Regions from separate parts of the Rattus norvegicus genome. Here region 1 is linked to region 2. A link is a contact called in public Hi-C data. All regions are on one chromosome and are shown on one strand. Each heading gives the region's core, a stretch centred on a gene start, on an enhancer-like site or on the middle of the called end of the contact. The rest is flanking DNA. Distances are from core to core; before and after follow the strand shown. Region 1 has its middle 40 kb from the start of Kcnj15. Region 2 overlaps LOC102550135 (a long non-coding RNA gene).

Region 1 (4,370 bases), core at 923-3,422, 120 kb after region 2:
GTGAAGGTGGGGGCACCTCCATTAGGAGCCTGTCTGACACTCACAGTGAGACCCTGCCTCAAAACAAAAGATTACCCACTCCACATAAGGTCCTTCTGGAGAGGATTTTAAGAATCTTTTTCTCGTGTGTTATCGACATGTGTCTCTCAACAACACGGAGCCGTATCATGTGCCTAAATTCCTATACTGACCAGTGAGTTTGCTGACCAAACACAACACAGGCTGTTCTGACTCCTACATTAACTAGACAGCCCCAGAGAGGACGGACGTGCAAAAACTCAGCTAACTCTCCGTTCGAAGAGTGGAGATTCCATGGTAACCAATGGCAGAGCTAATCCTTGCAAAGCCGGAAGGACTTTCCCAACCCCACAGTGCCATGACAGGACAGAATGCCTGAGGAATCAACAGAGAAAAAACATGTGTTGAGGCCCCGGGTTCAGAACTTTCCAGTTCCACCAGCTCTGGGCTATGAGCCCACAGGGAAGGACACCATGGCGGTTAAAGCAGTGGGGAAATATCTCTCCAGTCTTGCAGGAAGAAGGAAGCAGAGAGAAGCGCAGGGAATATCTGGGGAAACATCCTTTAGAGACACCAACATAGACCTCCCTCCTCCACCTGGGCCCTACCCTCTAAGCCTACCCAGCTACTAACTCATCAACTGTTTATTCCACTGACGCAGTTTGCACCATCCTCATCCAACCACCTCTTCCTGGTGCCGGCAGTTAGGGACAAGGCCTTTGGCAGGGCATCTGACCTGACAGAAGAAGACCAAGTTTGAAGGAAAACCTTTTTCAAACTATGATGTGTATGCAGTTGAGTTTTTTGTTTTGTTTTGTTTTTATTAATTGGTTATTTTATTTATTTACATTTTATATGTTGTCCCCCCCTTCCTCTCCATAAACCCCCCTCCCATCCTCTCTCCTCTTTCCCTGTAAGAGGGTGCTCCCCCACCCATCCACTCACTCCAGCCTCACTGGAGTTTCCCTATGCTAGGGAAACAAGCTTCTACAGGACCAAGGGCCTCCCCTCCCATTGATGCCAGATAAGGCGATCTCCGCTACATATGTAACAGGAGCCATGGATCAGCCCACAGGTACTCTTTGGTTGGTGGTTTAGTCCCTGGGAGCTTGGAGGATCCAGTTAGTTGATATTGTTGTTCTTCTACGGGGTTGCAATCCCCTTCAGCTCCTTCAGTTGTTAATTGTTGTGGTAAATCTCCAACCCCAACTAGTCCATTCAAGGAAAACGCAACTTTGTTGCGATAAATCTCCAACCTCAATAAACCCATGAAAGGGGAAATGCAACTCAGTTGTATATTTATAAACTGTACGCCTATATTGGGCAGATCTGCCTCTACACCACTTTCTTCCCCAGCTATGAAATCCTTGCTATTTGCAGTTTCTCCAGGACACGCGCTTCTCCTCCATCTTCCTTCCAACAACTCTCCCTCTGTCTTCCTCTGCTCACCATCTCCTGAAACTCCTCCTCCTCTCCGCCTCTTCCTGTCTTGCCCGGAAAACCCGCCTCCTCATTTTCGCCCAGCGATTGGCTATTTGTCATCTTTATTAGCCAATCAGATAATTAAGGGAAATTAACAGTTAATCATAAAAGATTCAAGTCTAAGCACCCCTCACTGACCCTCTCTGCTGTGCTCTCACTTCCATGGTGAGCACTGTCCCTATGTGGCGGACTGCTGTAATCTCACCCACGCACCCTCGGTCCTCACTGTCATTTCCTTTTCCTGTTGCTATGATAAAATACTCTTGACAAAAGCAACATAAGGGAGAAAGGGCTCCCACATCCAGGGTGAGACCCATCACTGCAGGGCAGTCAAAGCAGCAGGGGCTTGAACATCAGTCACATGTTCACAACCAGAAAGCAGAGAGCCACAGATGCTTGTATGTAGCTCCCTTTGCTGAGGGGATGGTGCCGCCCCCTTTAGGTCGCAACAACATAGTAGCCTCCCAGGCCTGCACAAAGCTTTGATAATTCCTTGCAGGTGTGCCTTGAGGGTTGTCCTAGGTGGTCCCAGATCCTGCAGTTGATGATCAGCTCTAATCATCACCCTCACCCGGGAATATTCTGTCACACTTTGCTGAGCTCCAACCGTCCACTACCAAGCACAGACCGAGTATTGCCATGTGCCAGGGTGACCCAAGCAGTCAGTTCTTTGTTTGCTCAGCTGAGACTGTGTTGTCCTTTACTAGGGGATCCAGCAGGATCAAAGTCTACTGTGTCCACGTTCTCCAAGCCGGCGGGCCGTCCTTTTGCAGTCTGTGCTTTTCCTTATGGTCTCATTTGAGAAAGTTCTGCAGATGAGAAAAGTATACTATACTCTGTGGATTTGAGGAACCATCACCCTTCAGCCTTTATCGGGGAAATGGGAGGCTAGTCAATATCCCCGGGATTAAAGGGGTTTATTTAAACCAAACTGTGGTAACTGCGGATGAGATTTACGGCCGGCTGTCTTACAGCTCACCTCTGGCAAGCTAGCCAAGCATTTCCAGAGCATTGGAGAGAAAGCCGACCATTACCCTTCCTAAGGACTCCCGATCCCAGATGATAAGGAATTGGGGGATGGGAACAGACAGCTGGGAAAATGGTCTCAGGAGAGCCAAGTGACGCATTAACAATGTCCCGTTACAGTAGGCTCGCGCTGCGCGCACGGAGACAACTTCCTGAGAGGAAGAGAGCTGATGACAGAAACAGATTAACAGTAAGGCTGAAACAGAACTGAAAGGACTGTGAGGGTGAACTTTAGAATCTGCGCAGAAGCAGGAGACTGGACAGATTGACCCATCGGAGCCCTCGCATAGCTATGGGACTGCCTCCGCCAGTTTTTAATTCTTTAGGACTTTGTGGGTTCCGAGTGGAAGACAGGGAGACTGGTCCAAGAGAGGCACTGGCCAAGCCCACTTCCCAGCTGAGAACAGTGTGACTTAAAACAGCCCTGCGGCAGCTTCCTGGATGTCCCATTACCCCTGACCAAGCAGCCTGTGGTGAGCTGGATGGCCGTGAATGAGAAACAGCTGGATTTAATTTCCCTTGAAATTAAAGATGGGTGAACCCTGCCACAGTTTGGAATTGCTGAATGTCTCAAATCCTTTTTTTTCCAAGTGCTTTTGGTTCAGAAAAAAACAAACCCATGGTTTTGGGTGGGTTTTTTTTTTTGTTTTTGTTTTTTTCTTTTACAAAGTATACTACCCTCATTTGGAAGGAAACTCGTGTATTTTTAAAGGGAATTTGATGTACCCTGTTCAACTTCTTTAACACTCCGCTTATCGAAATACATAGTGAAATTTCCAAGAAATCTGAGAAATGTTTTATCTTAAAAAAAAAAAAAAAAAAAAAACAACTGGTTTGTTTTATTTAGGAAAGGAACAAGTGGAGAATTTTGGAAAATCGTTATCCAGGAAAAGGTGAGTTCAGGTGGAAGGCTCTTAGAGTGTTCTGTGTCCTAGAATTGCACACATATCTGTGAATATAGTCAATCTCTTGAGGGACTGCACACATATCTATGTGAACTGGGCTTGGCAGCACACACCTACAATCCCACCAATCAGGAGGCGGGGGCTGGAAAATCAAAAGTTCAAGGTTATCCTTTACTACATAGCAAGTTCAAGGCCAGCCTGGGCTATTTGGAGCAGTCTCACTGAAAATTATCTTCGGAAATGGGGGAAAGATGGGCAAGTTCGCTAAGACAGGCTCGCTCTGGCTGAGGAGGGAAGCTGGGATAAGGCTCGGGCTGAGGTGGGAAGCTGGGCCACCCAGCGCTGTGCCTTCTCATCTCTAATGACCAGACAGTGTGTCCATGATGTTGACTGGTAAGAGTGGAGTGGAGCCATAGCTCCCTCCATCTACCACAAGCCTGACAGAATACTGACGATATGGTCCATCGCCCTTCTCTCTCTAGAACACCGAGTGAAGGGGTTGTCCACAGCAAAGTTAGGAGTGAGTCAAAGGGCAGAAATCTACACCAGGGGGTGGGTGGGAGAGGGTGATGTTTCAGGAATGACCTGAGACTTGTGTGTTAAGTCCTCTTTGTCTTGGGTCACTCTTGCTATGATGAACACCATGGTCCAAGGCAGGAAGAGTTCATTAGGGTTAGTGCTTCCAGGTCAGTCTACCATGAAGGGAAGTCAGGGTAGGAACCTGGAGCAGGTCCTGATGCAGAGGCCACGGAGGAACGCTGCTTACTGGCTTGCTCAAGTGAGCACCCCAGGCCTACCTGCCCAGGGGTGTCACCACACACAGTGAGTTGGGCCACCCTACATCAATCAATATCCCCACAGACTCGTTAAAGGAGGCATTTTCTCAGTCGAAGCTCCCCTTCCCAGATAACTACAACTTGTGTCACGTTGACAGAAAAT
Region 2 (5,053 bases), core at 2,411-4,910:
CCTGAAACTGATATACACACATCTGATTTCATTACATCCAGACAGTTCCCTGCCAGTAGTTCCTGCCTGGGCCCTCCCAGGGCTACTTGACTGCTTGAGAGACTCCCAGCCTCTTTACCTCTATCATGCCTCAAGGCAAGTAGACAATCCCTCCATGACATTCTCCCTGAGGTGCTGATGCATTGAATTCCCTCACCAATAGCTAGCTGTTCTGCTGGGACACGTACACTAGCCAGGGAGGTGCCAGCTTTCAGTAGCATCTAGGGCCAGGTGGCCATTTCTGGGCACTCACCACCCCCATAAGTCAGCAGTCCCTCAGAGAGGAAACAGCATAGTGTCTGAGTGGATGACATTGCTGTCCTCATCAAGGAAGATTGGGTCCACCCATTAATGACTTACATTTGAAGGCAGCATGATATTATATCCAGCCTCCAGGAGAAAGTCATTCGATTCCAATATTTAAGCCTCCCTCTGAGGTTCGGATGCTTGCTTGACTCTCGTCTCCCTCCTGGTGGGAAACCCTCCTGGTTTGTTAGCTTCTCCTCACACACTCGTCCCTCATGACTGTGCCTCCATCCTTCACACAGGTTTTCTAAATGCAAATCTCCAGAGCAGCAGACGTTTGAAACTCTTCACTGCCTGGAACCTCATTGGTCCCTTGAGTACAGCAGTTTTAAGTGGACGTGTGGCAGAAGATGTTTGCCTCATGTTCAGTGTCTGGTGGCCATTTGCACAGAGGCTGCATCAAGCATTCTTTCAGTAAACTGACACTGTGCCAGAACTTCTGGATGCTGGGCCCTGGGAAGGACCCTGGAGAGTCCTGAAGGATCACACAGGCTTGGGATTCAGGTTCAGCTATGGAACCTGCTGTGTAATGGCCAATGGGCCATTGGTGGCACAGTGACATTCATACCAGCAGCCATGCATCGGCAATACTTGGGTGCCACACAGTGAAGCAGACAAGTCACGATGGGCACCCTGTCTTCCTCCCAACACCACAGAGGGCCATCCTCACCACCATCCCACAGATGGTGAAGATCACAAACACAGACCTCCCATGGCTAGCATTGTGGCCTCAGGACCAGGATGGTCTCTGTCTTAGTCAGGATTTCTATTCCTGCACAAACATCATGACCAAGAAGCAAGTTGGGGAGGAAAGGGTTTATTCAGCTTACACTTCCACATTGCTATTTCATCGGCAAAGGAAGTCAGGACTGGAACTCAAGCAGGTCAGGAAGCAGGAGCTGATGCAGAGGTGATGGAGGGATGTTTCTTACTGGCTTGCTTTCCCTGTCTTGCTCAGTTTGCTCTCTTATAGAACCCAAGACCACCAGCCCAGGGACAGCACCACCCACAGTGGGCTGAGCCCTCCCCGCCTTGATCACTAGTTGAGAAAATGCCTTACAGCTGGGTCTAATGGAGGCATTTCCACAAATGAGGTTCCTTTTCTGTGATAACTCCAGCTTGTGTCAAGTTGACACACAAAACCAGCCAGTACAGTCTCCATATCTGTTCTCTCTGCGTGAAGTGTCCGTATTCTGCCCTCCACCCCACAATGCCTGCCCTGCTGTCCCTCATGGCTTGGGGTGCCTGCTCCAGAATTACTCAGCATTCTTGCCACACAGGTCCTGCCCTAGTCTAGTACTGTTCAGGAAAAGGGAAGTGAGGGCATAGGTTATCATGCCCTCACTCTGCCAGGTAGCCCACCCACTCTCACTCCTGGTCCATGCGGACATCCATACTGAACAGGAAGCTACAGAGACTTCCCCAGCTGCAGAATTTGAGAGGTGTCAGATGAAATTAAGTTTTGCTCTAACTAGGGCGCTCTGGACCGAGATGGGGAGTAGGGGTTGGTGGGGAGATGATGGTGGTATAGTGGGGGTAGAGGTGGTAGTTGTGGAGTGTTGAAGAGTGGGGGGTGGTAAAAGAGAATTATGAACTTCTCTAGGACAGCAGGTAGAAGCTGACTCCTCTTGACTGAGAAGCTCAGTCTCTTCCCACCAGAAGAGACCACAGAACCAAAATCCAACTAGAGGGTAGGATGAGCACTGAGCATGCTCAGAACAGCATGGTTTGGTCCTGGTTCTGGTAGTTGAGAACAGGAAGTAGTCACCTAAGTTCAGAACTAACCCAGTGGGGAAGGAGATCATATTCTCTTCCTAGAGATGCCAGAGGCCATGTCTCTTCTCACCAGGAAGAGAGCAGGTGGTCCACAGAGTCTCCTTTCTGTGCAATCCAGGTTCTGGTGGACCTGTGAATGAAGGGAGTGCTTGGACCCTTCCAGTCTGGCTAGTACCTGGACCGCCCTCCCCAGGCCCCTGTCTCCTGGGGCACAATAGAGTTGTTAGATTTTCCTCTCTCCATCTTCCTTCTAGGACCATCACCAGCAATCCCAACCCCAAACACGACTTTCTCTACACCCAAGAAAGCAGGAGAAATGTATCGGGAAAGAAGCTGATATACCGTGGAGTTGGGGCAGCAAATAGTCCAATGAGAAAGGCTGCAGTCCAGTGAATAGAATTTCTGGAAAATCAGCTTAAGAAAAGACCTCTCTCTGTCACCCTTATGGATGAAAATGGGTTAATTAAAAGCACATGCTGCCTAGGAAATCAAGCCCAGGAAACACAGGCCTGCTGGTTCTGGATCAGGTGCTGGCTGAAGGGCAGCATATGGGCTCCAAGTCGGTTTTCAATGGGTTAATGCTGCAGTAAAAACACATCCTTGGCTCACTGAGTTACACAGCTAGGGGGAGGCTCAGAGCACATTCAGACATTCAGGTGACTTTACCTGAAAGGCAGGCACTACTCTGTGGACCTTGTAAATATTGACCCACTCGATTATCACAGCAACCCCGCCTGTAGGCAGGACTGTTATCTCCTCTTGACAAATAAGGAGACTGAGGCAACAGGTAAGTCATAAACTCAAGGACACATTGCAGACAAATCACGTAGTCAAATTTAGTCTAAAGCCACTAAACCATACCTAAGGTCATAGGACAAGAAGTGTGAATCCCATTTATCTAATCCGGAGATATGAGGGAAGAGAAATGCTATAAATCAATTGGTTTCACAATTGACAACATCCTCTCCTTCCCAAGGAAAAGCGAAATGCTTTGCCAACACCTCTCTGCCCCGCCATTTATTTCTTTGGTCCAGAAATACCTAATAGAAAGGCAGAAGTTAGTACTGCATCTGAGCAAGGCACATTAGGTTCAAGCTTTGGGTTTCTACCTTAAATTGGAAAGACTGACAGAAATCTAACCACACTGGCTTCTTTTCTTACATCAGATCATTCACTAAAAGCACACAGCATGGGCCCTTGTGATGCCTCCCGCTCCCTTCTGTGAGGGAGCATTTAGTCTTGCAAAGAATGGTAAATACTTGAAACCCCAAGGAATCAGCATGGCAAAGGACTAAGGCAGCAATGTGTCCCTAGGCCTCCAGTCCAGCCTGATGAATTTTTGCCCAGGGCAGGCAGGCCTCCAGGGTCAGCTGGAATTGCTAGTCTCTGTGCAAGGGGCACAGAGAAGCAGGAGGGTATCCCAGTTCAGAGAGGCCAGCTTTACCTTGATGAAAGTCACACAGCCTCGGCTGGCCCAAGAGTTTGGTTCAATCCAAGATTTCTCAAACTATTGATATCTGACATTGGATACTCGGTTCTGGAGGCCATCCGGAGCACTGTGAGATGGCAGAAATATCCCAGGACTCCACCACTAGATGCCAGCAGTGACCTCTTGTTGTGACAAAAAAAATAATAAAATACAATAAATAAATAAATAAATAAATAAATAAATAAAATAAAAACAACCCTCTGCTGAGAACTGCTGACTTACTCCTATAACCCCAGAGCTGATAAAGATCTCACTACAATTAAATTTAAATTTAGACCCCAAACCTCTGGACTAAACCCAGCATTCCCCTAAATTTCCCAGATATATAAGGATCATTAATGAAATGACACCTTACATTGTCTCTAAGCTAGGGTGAGGAGGACAAAGCCATTTGTAAAGGACTCTTCAGGAATATCTATCACTTGGGGGAGCTACGCACACCTCATCCTGGATCCTTCAGAAGACCTACCACAAATAATATTAAAGAACAAATATGCAAGTTAACAACAAGGCCCTGGGTGCTAGATAAAACAGCTGAGAGAAATAAAATAAATGTAGGTAGAAACTGGAAGGACTCCCCTCTCCACATTTCCTTTTCTGTCATCTTTAACGCATGCTAGCATCCAGTTACTGGAGCATTAAAGACAGGAAGTTGGACAATGCATGGGATTCAGGAGTGCATATCTGGAGCCATGAAGAGACCGAGAGAAGAGGCATTCTGCACAGACATATCCCCTTTATGCTGCCTTTTGTGTGCATAACTCGGTCTGTTCCATTACCATTCTAGGCAACCTCAACACCTTACTCCCCTAGGAAAAGAACCCTAAGGTGATGACCAGTGCTTAGACACACCAGGCCACTGTGCTAACTGCAAGTTCCCTCACCAGCCCTCTGGAACGTCTGTGCCATTGGGTGGTCCTTAGATTAGATCCAGGGATGAGTCAAGAGTAGAGAGTAGATCCAAAGACGAGTCAAGAATTAGTTAACTTTCAGAGGGAATATCCATCCTCTGGGATGGGAAACCACATGTCAACGGACCCTTTCAACAGCCAGAAAACATTCCAGATGGAAAAAAGAAAGCATTGCAGACAGCTTGTTCTCAGCGTTGTCCAGAGACGTATAATTTTCATTCGGGATGAATAGAGTTCCAACCTGACCGTGACCCTGAATGATTCCTTCTTCTTGAGTGGGGACGAGAGCTGTGAGTAGGATAGGCATGACTCCTGTGACAGTTTTCTATATGGCACAGGGATTTATGTAGATGAACTAAGGTCCCTAGTTCATGTGAAGGGAGACCGCCCTTAGTGGGTGTGGTGGTATGGCTTTGTGGAGTGGGTGTGGCCTTGTTGAAGGAGGTGGGCAATGGGACCCTCCTCCCAAGCACATGGAAGCCAGTCAGTCTCCTAGTGGCCTTCAGATGATGATGTAGAACTCAGCTCCTCC

What was found. A called contact is a pair of places that touch in the nucleus more often than the background predicts.
Region 1: a Hi-C map of liver shows a contact between it and region 2, with 4 times the contacts expected there. The contact joins two enhancer-like sites. A contact is called at or near these places in 3 of 12 Hi-C or Micro-C datasets (kidney and liver).

The regions. Positions count from the first base shown.
Region 1 is chr11:48,108,894-48,113,263 of GRCr8, forward strand. No RefSeq gene overlaps it. Among named protein-coding and RNA genes, the nearest start is that of Kcnj15, 40 kb to the left of the region's middle. Within about 2 kb of position 2,173, at least 14 of the 93 cell types and tissues checked have an H3K27ac peak or open chromatin away from gene starts, as enhancers often do. A contact at or near this core is called in liver, where this site is marked.
Region 2 is chr11:47,989,366-47,994,418 of GRCr8, forward strand. The region is part of intron 2 of LOC102550135 (a long non-coding RNA gene); the gene reads right to left. Among named protein-coding and RNA genes, the nearest start is that of Kcnj15, 79 kb to the right of the region's middle. Within about 2 kb of position 3,661, at least 1 of the 93 cell types and tissues checked has an H3K27ac peak or open chromatin away from gene starts, as enhancers often do. A contact at or near this core is called in liver, where this site is marked.